Linked DNA regions of Mus musculus: region 1 is linked to region 2. Evidence: chromatin contacts called from public HiChIP or PLAC-seq data. All regions are on one chromosome and are shown on one strand. The core of a region is the stretch at or near the end of the contact, and the rest is flanking DNA. Distances in the headings are between cores, read along the strand shown.

Region 1 (5,984 bases), core at 1,499-3,998, 97 kb before region 2:
GAACACGCCTGGGTTCTCATACCACAACCTGGACTCCGGGGATGACAAGAGCAGGGTCAGTGGGGTCAGCAGAGGGCAGGGAGAATGTCAGCCACAAGGATTCAAGCCAATATGGAAATCATGGATTCAGTTAGCAGGAATTAAAAAAAAGTATATAGCCACCATTGTTCAAATTCCCACCCAATAAATGAGAGAAAACAGCAAGAAGATGGCTACTCTTGACAAAAGGATGGATAGTGAAACTTCTAACTAAACTCCTCAGCTGATTCTTTGGCCTCTTTCCCATTTCCTAAAGTAAATTAACATTATTAAAAAGAAAAAAAAATCATCTTGCCAAAAGCCTCAAGTCTCAGTAAAGTTGTTAGGGTGCACATCTGAGCATGAGGCCAGCCCAAGCTATACAAGTGAGACCCTATCTCAAAAACCCAAACAAAACAAACAACAATGCTCTAATCCTGGTACTGCCTGGGATGGTCAAAAGGCTCCTGGAAATATATCCGTTCTCACTGGCTCCAGAGGCCAATGGTACCTGGGACTCAGGTGTGTTAGCCTGAAAGGGTAAGGTGCCAGGCAGCCTTGAGGAGGTACGGAGCCATCTGAAGGGCAGCAAGTGGGAAGGGGCTCTCCCTGTCCTAAGCAAGCACAGGTCCTCTCTGCCCCAGATCCACACCAACAGTGTAAGACAAGGTTTTCTAGCACCCACCTGTCTCCATCCCGCAGGCGTCGGAACTGTGTGCTGAGCAGGCACATGAGTGTGGGCCCCAAGCGGCTGCCAGGTACTAGGTCTTCTACCATGAGGGCTGGGAACAGATCAATGTTGAGAGTCGAGCCATACAGCCTGCAATAGACAAGGACAAAGTTGAGTGTGCTCATCATAGCTGCCTGGGATATGAAACACTGCAAACAGGAAAAAGGCCCCCATACATCCTCCAGACATTTCCTGGACAAAGAGAGCTCATTGCTATTTCTTTAAATCTTCTTTAATCACATTTTAAAGAATTTTCCTCTTTTCCTTGTATATATGAGGGATATATATATATATATATATATATATATATATATATATATATATATTTACTTATAAGTGATTTGAAAGCCAAAAACATAAGAAAATTAAGACATAATTCTTTCCTGTGCTCCAGGGAGAATCACCCAAGTTCATGAGGCAACCTATCTATCTCCTCACACCTATCCTTTTCCTTAAGTATAAGAACAATGAATAGTCTAATTGAAAAGAATAAGATTAAACCCTACAGTATAGAGAAATGTATTTGTCAATGGAAATGCTGGTTAATTAAATAGGGTAGATATCTAACATGAAGCTTAAACATTATCAAATGTTTAACAAGCATTCTCTTAGGTCCTCCATGCCCTGGGAATATGTATGCCCATACAGAAAGATACAGAAAGAACCAGCAATGCCAAAAGACTTTTGTTTTCTAGCCTTGTGCAATTTTCTAAGAGCTTACAAGGCACCAGGTAGTCTTGGTTCCAATTGCTGCAAGAGACTGTGCTGGAGTCTGAAATAACATCTTCCAACCCCTACGCCCAACCCTCCATTCCCCACCAGGCTTGGAGCGACAGTGGAGCACCCTATAATCTATCGGAAAAGACATACATTCATCTCCCAACATGACAAACATTCCTCTTCCATCAAATCTACTCTCATCAAGCTGCCATCTAGCTTGTCCAAGCACAAACTGTGGTCACTGACATTCAGGGACAAGCACCCTGGCCTTAAGCCTCCCAGGCCTTACTGGAAGTCACCTGCCATGAGGACAGAGAGGGCTGCTGGCTTTGCTGCGCGGGCACCAGATGACAGTGTCACCTCAGGATGCCTGCTCTTTGCCCTCCCGTCTGTAAAGGGGTAGCAGAAGGCTGAAGGATATGTTTCAGGTCTGCTGGGGATGCTCTCCATGGCACTACAGAGCCTCCCCCCCGGAGGGGGGGTAGCCTGTGGACCCCACCAGGGAGAGAAGCCCAGATTCAGCCCACGTCTTCATCTCCAGGCTGCCCTGAAATGTAAAACTTCAACAGGCTGCCAGGACAGTAGACGACAGCTGCGTTCCCCAAGGCCTGCTGAAAATCCTGGCAGCCCAGGCTTTCATGGCCATTCAGCTCTCCTCCCAGTCACATCTCATTTTTTCCTCTTTGTAATTAGTTCACAGAAAGAATAAATGACTAGTGTATGTGTGTATGTGTGTACGTGCGCGTGCATGCGTCGTGTCTTTGCCAAGGTCTCTCCCCTTACAGCTGGTCCAGGCCCACCATCTCCAGCAGCAGCAGTGGCAAGATTACCAGAAACCAAGAAGTTCTGAAATATTTTGGCAAGCAAAAGCAAAAATGAACTGGGAAAGCCATCCGTGGCCATCTGGATGGGGACATGATGCCCCATGAAGTAGTCAGTGAGCATAAATCCCAATTAAGCATAACGGTGACAAAAAGATATATTGTCCCCGTGGAGAACTCGCGTGCTTCCCTCGCCAATAATCAAATCCCATTATGTAAGTGCACTGGAGCACAGGGAGGCAGCTGTCATTCAGAAACTGCAGTATCTCACAAGGGAGACCTTCCTGCACGCCTCAGGTCTGAACAGCCCCTAGGAGGCAGAAGGTCCGAAGAAGCCTGGCCCTAGATGAGATAACCAAATCCCGAGCAGACCAGTTCTATCCTCTGAGTGGTGGGTTATTCATCTCCCATGAAACTTCCACATCTGTTATTCAGCTCCCAGGCCAGCTCTCCTCTTGTATGAGCAATAGCCACTCATGCATGAGTCACACTATAGGTGGAGAGCCAGGCCCAGGAGGCTGGCCAGTCTGAGGCCCATTTGCCATGTGACTTTACTGTCCCAGCTAGGAAAGTATAACTGCTATCTCAACAGAAAACTCCTTACAGTTTACAAAGTCTACCTCCTGAGCACAAAGAGGTGGGCAAACACGACTACCCCAACCCTAGGCTGGCTCTGTATGTAGCATCTTGGCCAGCAGACCACAGGCTGTCCAATCTCAGTCACCACAGATTTCTCTCACCACTGAAGCTTGAACCTAGAGACGGTGACATCACAGTTCACAGCCAAGGTCTCTTGACATCTACATACCTATCAAGGTGCCTCAGTTTACCAATACCCACCTCTGCAGTTTCTCCCGGATCACAGGGCTCTTGATCTCATTTTTCAGGTCCTCAAAGGTGTAAGCAGCCGACAAGTTGCAGTAGACTCTGTAGTCATGGTAGGGTGGGATGCCATGGTCCCGGCCTCGCTGGATATTGATGGCAGCCAGGTCCAGGGCCACTGTGTGGGCCATGGAGAACAGCCTCTCCGTGAGCTCTGTGTTCAGCAATTGAGAGGGAATGCGCATCTTCCCTGCCACTCCAAACAGCCCTCGGAGAAGTGGGTCGATGCCCCCCTCGTTGACAATCCGGAAGGGCGAGAAGAAGGCTTTGTGGAGGGGCACATGGCCCTGAGGGATGGGCTCAAAGTTCTCATCCAGCCGGTAGAGCAGAGGGTTGATCAGAGTGTGACCGAACCTGAAGGCTGCAGTGGCAAAGGCATTAAAGATGCCAGCATTGACACTGGGGTCGTAGCCCCGGTACTCACCGAGCATCTTCATGCCCACCTCCCCCAGGATCTTGGGCAGCCAGTGCCGGTAGGTGATGTGCTGTATCTCTGCCCCGACTATCTTGCGGGTCTCATGGTAGACAGTGTCCCCATCCCAGTGCGGGTTTAGCTTCAACAGCTCTGCTGCAATGCGGTTGTGCTCCCGGAACCACAGCGTATGCATGCTGGTCAGGCCAAGCTGCTCGTTGGCACGGTGGTCGCCGGCCAGAAAGCATGGTATCGGGCTCTCGTTCTCATCGCGCATGCACTCAGTGGGTGGCCCGGTGGCAAAGGGAAGCAGGGGCTTGCCAGACCTCTGCACAATGCCCTGACGCAGCAGGCCACGGTGGCTGGCCAGGTCCCGGATGCTGCGGGCTTCGTGGTCTGTGCTGCCGTACACATTGGAGGCATCGATGTAGGAGGTGAGCTGGTTGATCTGCTCTCGAGGGTACACAGAGTTCATGAGCAGGGACGTCATGCCGCTGCCACACACGGGGCTCGATCGCACGAAGAACATGCATCGGGCGCCACTCCGCACCCGGGGATCATTGGGGGGGATCATGACCGAGAAACAGGGAGGGTCATTGCTGCACACAGAGCTGCAATGCTGGCCGTCAGAGAAGCGGGCCTGGCTCAGGGCTACCACTGTAGAGTCTAGGTCATGGTCAAGGAACTGGCCCCATTGCATCAGCATGTGTGTAAACTGCTCATCGGGGGTGATCACCTCTGTCCCAATCAGTGTGGTGGACACCAGGCGGGGCATGGGTAGTACATGCCCATTGTACTGACGCTGGGAATTAATGCCCCGGGGTGTGTTGAACCCATTCTCATACACAGCCTTCAACAGGCGCTCAAAGGCGGTCAGTGAGGCACCCCACATCGGGTGCTGTAGATTGTTGCACGTGCCATCGTGCGTCCTATACTTCTGGTGGAAGCACATGTCTGAGCAGTTGTTCACGCGGCGGTGTGCAGTGCAGCCTGACAGGTTGGCGATGAGGCTCAGGTACTGCGGGGACACCAGATCATTGTAGTGGTAACCTGCAACACAGTAGAGAAGTATTGGCTTCTACCAGCCATGGTGCAGACCACTGCCTTCAGAGTCTCCGCTGGTGCCTGCAGATGCTCTGGCTGCTGATTGGGTGGAGTATTCCCTTCCTGCTCAGCTCACTGTTTGCTGACAGTCTTGACGCCTTTCCATCAGGTCTATGGTTTTACACGACTAGCTCTAATAAAGTGATTCCTCAAGAAACCCAGCACATTCAGAGGTCCAAAACTGAGGGCCTTCAGCCTACCTCATATTGTTCCATGGAACAGGCAGAGAAGCACCTCCACACCAGCCCTAGGTCCTCTCCTTGTGGAAGAGCTTCCCTATGCCCATCAATGTTCACTATAGTGACTAAATATACCAAAGCACCTGTCTTCAGAGTCCATCCTATAGCCACCTGCAAGTATGAGTCAGACACTTACAGGGGCCTCAGACTCCTGCCACCCTCTCCTTTCCTCTGTCATCAACCCAGGACACTGCTCATGACACTGGTCTTGCTTCTCACAAAATCCACCATAAGACACACCCATCCACCTGGCCAGCCAGGGGCAGATTCCCACTAGGTTGCCTTCCTGCTCAGAAGCCTTAGACGACCCATCAGCTACAGGAAAACCCCAGGTCTTGTTGGTCAGCAGCATGACTCTAAAAGTTCTCTATGACCTTCCTAAAGCCATCAAAACCAGGTACATAAACACCTCTGGACCCCACGCTCAGAGCTGTTTCATCAAATGCTGCCTGAAGACATTGGCATAGCCAAGGCCTCCCCCTTCCTCTCTATCCCTCCATTACAGAGTGTTCCAGTCTTCAGACAAGCACAAATATCTGAGGACAAGCTCACTCACTGAGACTCATGTATACACACTCACAGTTTAACCCTCATAAACATACACAATCCTGCCTGCATAACCATATGACATGCTTCTATGTAAAATATGCAAGATAACTTGCTCACACGTGGGCACAATCACATTCACATGTGCATATATCCAGGTACATGAGACCAATATCCATGTGTATTCTCTGTCTCTTTCTCTCTGTCTCTCTGTCTCTGTCTCTGTCTCTCTCTTGCTTGCTCTCTCTGCTGATCAGAGCCAGCCCTGCAACTTTTCATTAAAGTATCTCTAGCCTATGTCTGGCTCCGGAGACCCAGTCTACACATTTTAAAGGCTGTAAAAGAGCCCCTTCTTACAGAGGATGACCTGTAAAATATCCATACCAAAAAAAAAAAAAATTCCATGATTGTTTTGGAAACATCAGCTACCCAAGATTAGCCCAGGAAGCTTTCCTTTCATCTCTGGCACACAAGAACTAGACATGCAGGAAGGACAATCTGTAGGGAGGACA
Region 2 (5,322 bases), core at 2,494-4,993:
GATACAGAACTGGCATACAGTGACATCTGACCTCTCTAACCAGCAGGAATGACCCAGGATGTTGTTACCATTGCTGGTCTCTGACCAGTAGGAGTGCTGGGGACTCCAGGGTGTAGTTACCGTTGCTGGCTCGCTGCTTGATAGTCAACATCTGTTCTCCAGACAGCTTTGCTTTCTTCATTGCTGATGTGGCTCTTGGACATCCTGACAAGCTGTTGATAAGAGATGACTGTTAGCCATGAGCTTTAAGAGAGCCCAAGCCCTGCAGTGACAGGCGAGGTATCTCAGAGTGTTTATCAGTTCAATTAGTAGGTTAAGAAATGCAGATCCGGAGCCGGGCGTGGTGGCGCACATCTTTAATCCCAGCACTCGGGAGGCAGAGGCAGGTGGATTTCTGAGTTCGAGGCCAGCCTGGTCTACAAAGTAAGTTCCAGGACAGCCAGGGCTATACAGAGAAACCCTGTCTCCAAAAAAAAAAAAAAAAAAAAAAAAAAGAAAAAAAAGAAATGCAGATCCGTGGTGCTGTGTGCCAGCACATACATACAAGGGCAACATGGTCTATATGTATATAAAATAAGCATGCTCATGGGCTGGCCATGGGGGTGTACTTAGTGTGGCCTCTGGGATGGGGTCTCCAGAACAAGAATATGAGACAAGGGAACACATGCTTTTCATGGTGTAACTCACAGAGCTATTGGCAGCCTTTATGGAGCGATTATATTCCTTAAAAGCTTACTTCTTGTGAATAGCATCAAACTTAGACAACAACTAGGTTCAATCTGATGGAAACAAAGTAAAGTAGGAATGTTCTACCCAGCTTTAGTGAGCATGACCCCCTTCACTGTTTGGGATGGAGGCAGGTATAAAGTCAGCTACAATAACGTCACCAATATTTCTGAAAGCAGACCTGTTACTCAGCCAGGTTTTCAGATGGCCCCTGATGAAATGTAATGTGCTTTTGCATCATCACCTGATAGCTTTGGAATTGTCTAGAAATTACACTTCTGGTTGTGTCTTTGAGGTTATTCCTCAAGAGTTTTTATAGAGGAGGGAAGAGCTATTCCAAATGTGGGTCATACAATTCTATACACCAGGACTCTAGACTAATTAAAAAGGGGTTTAAAAGGAGGAAGCAAGCTGAATGCTAGCATTCCCCTTTCTCTGCACCCCCAATTTACCCAGGTGTGACCCAAGTTTTCACCTCCACAGCCTTGACCCCTTCCCCGGAGTAAAACCTTCTCATGTGGGCATGGGTACATTGACACATGCCTATGCTATACCCTTGGGAGGTAGATGCAGAAGAATTACGAATTCAAGAAAAGTCTCAGTTACAAAAAGGGTTCAAGGCCATCTGTGGCTATATGAGACCGCTTGGGAAACAAAACAAAGCACACTTCTCTCCCCCTGGAAATAAACCCAGACTAAGTCCATTGCCCAGAGTTCCCCCTCTTGGGAGGCTGCCTGCAGCTACCAGGAGACATGAAGGCAGGAGACTGCTTTTGGCATGTTTTGCTCCTGAAAACCCACCTCCACACAGCCTTCCCTGCTGCTGGGGCTTCACATGGAACAGACAGTCCTATTCCCATGGCCCCTTCGTATGCTTTGCTAAATGCAACAGAGGTGATCTGTACAAGCAAGTGTACCATGTTGTACTTGTGCAAACATGAGATAGTGAGGCCATTGTCATGGGATGCCACAACTGCTTTACCGTCAGATTTTCTTTGTACAATTAGAAGGATCTCACTCTGAAATAACAGAAGTCTCCTACAGCCAGGCTCTGTAGTAGCTTCTTGCTCAAATTCACATTATCAGCATCATTTCTGTATATAATCATGCTGAGCTCAGACATGAGCCGAATTGCTGGGGTAGGGTGTTGTTTACAGCTTTGCTCACAATATACATGTAATATTTGGTGTGCCAATGTAATATGCATAATATCCCAGGGACAAGAGTCCTCTGCCATAGTATGGTCTGTAGGATCTCTGTTAGCTGTCAGCTAGGATCCAGCAAGGGGCATGTGTTGTATAGATCTGGACTAGTTTACTCGTGAATGGAGAGCTGAGGTCAGGTTAGGACTGGGTATCACATGTAATGACTGCAGGAGCTTCTGCACATTGCTCAGTTGCCTGTGCTAGTCAGGTAACTGAAATGGGAGCTTCTGGACTGCTGTTTTCCGAAGAGGGTATACCTGGACTCACCTCCATTCCCAGGGCAAGTTGGGCATGACTGTGGGCATGGGGAGCTGGTTGAGCCTCCTGCATACATTCCCAGATCTGGGCTTCCCAGAACAGCACTTTGCTCCAGCCTCAGGCCTGGCCCAGCCCCACAGAGAATGCATCCCCCAAAATATGGCCACTATTCCTTTCCCAGGAAAGCCTCTGGCCACTCTTGCGGCAGATTTTCAGAGGTGGGGAAGTTGGGCAGAGAGCTTCAGAATGTGGAGGACTGGGTTCCAGAGGCCTGCCGCCCTTCCTCACATTGTACCCGGGCTGTTGCCACAGGAAGGATCCTAAGCTACATGTTGTTTTTCACAGTCACCATCCCTGGGGCCCATGTGTCCGTCCCTTAATGGAGCTGCAGGGCTTTACTTGGGCTGAATCCAACAAACCATACACATCCTGTGCAATGCTTCTGGGACCCCAGATCACTTCTTCAGCTCAAGACCCATGGTTCCTAAATGTCCACACTGTCAGCTTAAGGTCTGCACACTGGTGTCTCCGCTCTGCATTTCTTCATTTACCCATGATACTCTCAGGTCTTATATTTCTGCTCCAGCACTGTGTATTGAGCACCCAACTTTTCTCACCTCATTATCTATTAAATAGAAGCATGTGCTTCAGGAAGCCTCCAGCCAGCACAGTCTCCACCCAGCTCAGGTTGCTGCTCTCAACCCAAGAATACCTGCAGCTCAGGGATCACATCCCCAGACATCACACCTATGCATCTCAGGCTCTTTCTAGACCAAGAGCACACCACACCAGGGATCTCAAGAGTGCTTTTGCAGACTTTGGTAAAATTGCATGTAGTCAATGATGGGGAAAAATGACACCAGATGACATTTCTCCCTCAAGATTGTGCTTTCATAATGTCTGATCTGGATTCCACTCATGAGAATGTCTCCAGTTTTACCTGTTTTCTCTCCGATGAGGATTATAGAACCCCTTTCTAGTGAGTTCCCGGGTCTGACCTACACTGCTTCACCACAACAGATATTAAGTGCTGCCCAGCGGCTCTGTCTATCAGCAGCTGGTTCAAGGACCCCTGAAGTAGAGCTCCAGCCTTCTTAACTCTTTGTAGTTCTTAGGAGAAAGCCAGATGCATTCTGGGCTACACGGCCTCAGTCTAGGTCTCAGGTATTCACTGCCCAGAATTCCAAAACTCTTCCTTTGTACAGTTGTAAGGGGAAACAAAAGGCAAATAAAAACTGCCGTCTCACATTGAACTGAGCAGAAGTCCTAGAAATAACAATTTTATGTTGCTTCTCTGTCTTCAGTGAATAAATCCACCTGACGGGAAGGGTAAATAACAGCGTTACTTAAGGAGGTGAAGCCTGGGTGGGAGTTTGGGAAACTGTATCAGGAAATAGACCCAAAGAATGCTGCATCCTGCTCAAATAGCTCATTCAGTTCCTGTCATTCCAAACCTATGAGTGCAACTCCTTATGGGTCAAACTTGGAATTGAGCCCTGATCTTAGCTCAGACCTCTGGGTAGTGACTGATTCCTTGCAGACATGCTGCCATCTGCTGGTTACTCGCTCAGTCTCCTCTTTGCCTAGCAGTGGGCCAGACTGACCTTGAGATACTGAGGGATCCATACCCATCAGCTTCAGGGAAGGAACACATAGGCAGCCTCCATGCCACAGAAGGTAAGTTCCAAGCAAAGGAGCTCACACAGTCTGCTGTGGAAGCTCTTTCTAGTAAAGACAGGTGGCTTCTGGGCTTTGATTTGTAGTTTCAGTATTGAGAAATTCTGGGGAACCCATACTCAATGCCCATTTCCCCATTCCTCCTTGCCCGCGGTCCCACACATCTGGCACCAGACATCATTTAAGGACACAGCAAGGATTTCAGTGGCTGCACAAGGGGGAAAGAAGGTCCCCAGTCTTTATCAGGCCATTAGTTTCCTGGAGAACCTTCAGCTGCACATGGAGAGCTAAACTTCCAAGGGTGTGTATGATGAAAGTGGGCAGGACATGATCATGAGGAGCAAACACGAGATCTGGAAGAAAGCCCAGGGAAACATGCAAGACGAGGGTTTGCTCAGCAAAACCAGGTTTTCCTAGATTCAGACTTCTAGAGGCTTCCAGAGATGGGGCCAGCATCCATTGTCTGTGTGAGACATCTCTCTTCCACGAGCCTTTACCATTTTGCATGTTATATAACATTGCTGTGTGATCATCCACCCAGATGCAGGTTCTTGCTCCCTAAGTGGCTTAGCCTTTTCAGTCTATGGAAACCCTGCCAGCCTCCTCAGTCTCATAAACAAATACTCCTTCCAAAACTTGGGGACACTAAAGAGACTGGTGTTCATCTAAGAGGTCACTGGTGGAGTTACTGAGCAACAGTGATCATAGAAACACCATCAGAGTGTCTAGAACCTTGCTAGGAGTTGGGCATAGTCACACATGAAGCAGGCCTCAAGATCAGCCTGGGCTACAGAGATGCCCAGTCTTAAGAAAAAAGTCTGGTATGGTTGTCGAATTTCACATCCCCATCTATTCACCTGACAGTAGCAGACCATGGAGCGGTTCTGAGTGAAACAGCACTCTCCGGACAAAAGGAGGCCCTATAGAGAGCAGCAGTAGTGGCTGACAGCCCGTCCAAGATGCTGTGCTCCAGCACGTGCTGAGCACCAGCTTGAGTCCTCTGTCCTCTGTAGCTGTCCACATGCTCCCTGAGTGAGAGATGATTTTGGCAGGGTTCCTAGAAGATCTGGACTCCAGACGTGGCTGACCACTGTCTCCCTCACTTGGGATCTAACACCTTTGTTCAAACAGAGATAGAAACTCTGGCAGCTATTGGTCTTATAGTATTTAATTGCTGAGTAAGGGCAGGTATAGAGGAGGTGGAACTGGGTAGTCTTGAGTTTGGGTATGGCCAGTATTAGAGTGATAGGCAGAGGCTGATGGCTGGAGACATGAGTTATCCGCTGAGGGCACTGGAGTTGAGGACAGTGCTCTGATGCTTGTAAAGCTGCCACTATCAAGGAGAGCACCTGGAAGGGCTATGGAAGAGGCCTAGAGAGCAGTGGTTGCAGGTACAGGGGAGCAGGCTTGGGGGACAACAGGGCTGGGGTCGTTCAGTGGGTACAGGAGAGAATTC

Evidence for each region. HiChIP or PLAC-seq counts read pairs in DNA pulled down with a chosen protein or histone mark.
Region 1: an H3K27ac HiChIP or PLAC-seq map of embryonic fibroblasts shows a contact between it and region 2, with 11 read pairs. The contact joins two enhancer-like sites. A contact is called at or near these places in 2 of 484 Hi-C or Micro-C datasets (cerebellum and embryonic fibroblasts), 1 of 115 datasets of contacts at active chromatin or transcription factors (embryonic fibroblasts) and 2 of 9 other capture datasets (adipose tissue and liver).

Annotation. Positions count from the first base shown.
Region 1 is chr12:30,000,570-30,006,553 of GRCm38.p6, reverse strand. Pxdn (peroxidasin) reads right to left here. Exons shown (of 23, transcript NM_181395.2): 17 at 3,130-4,633; 18 at 704-838; 19 at 1-28. Among named protein-coding and RNA genes, the nearest start is that of Gm15691, 56 kb to the left of the region's middle. Within about 2 kb of position 2,748, at least 82 of the 459 cell types and tissues checked have an H3K27ac peak or open chromatin away from gene starts, as enhancers often do. A contact at or near this core is called in embryonic fibroblasts, where this site is marked.
Region 2 is chr12:29,905,657-29,910,978 of GRCm38.p6, reverse strand. Myt1l (myelin transcription factor 1-like) reads right to left here. Exons shown (of 25, transcript NM_001093775.1): 22 at 121-212. Among named protein-coding and RNA genes, the nearest start is that of Gm46346, 7.0 kb to the left of the region's middle. Within about 2 kb of position 3,743, at least 46 of the 459 cell types and tissues checked have an H3K27ac peak or open chromatin away from gene starts, as enhancers often do. A contact at or near this core is called in embryonic fibroblasts, where this site is marked.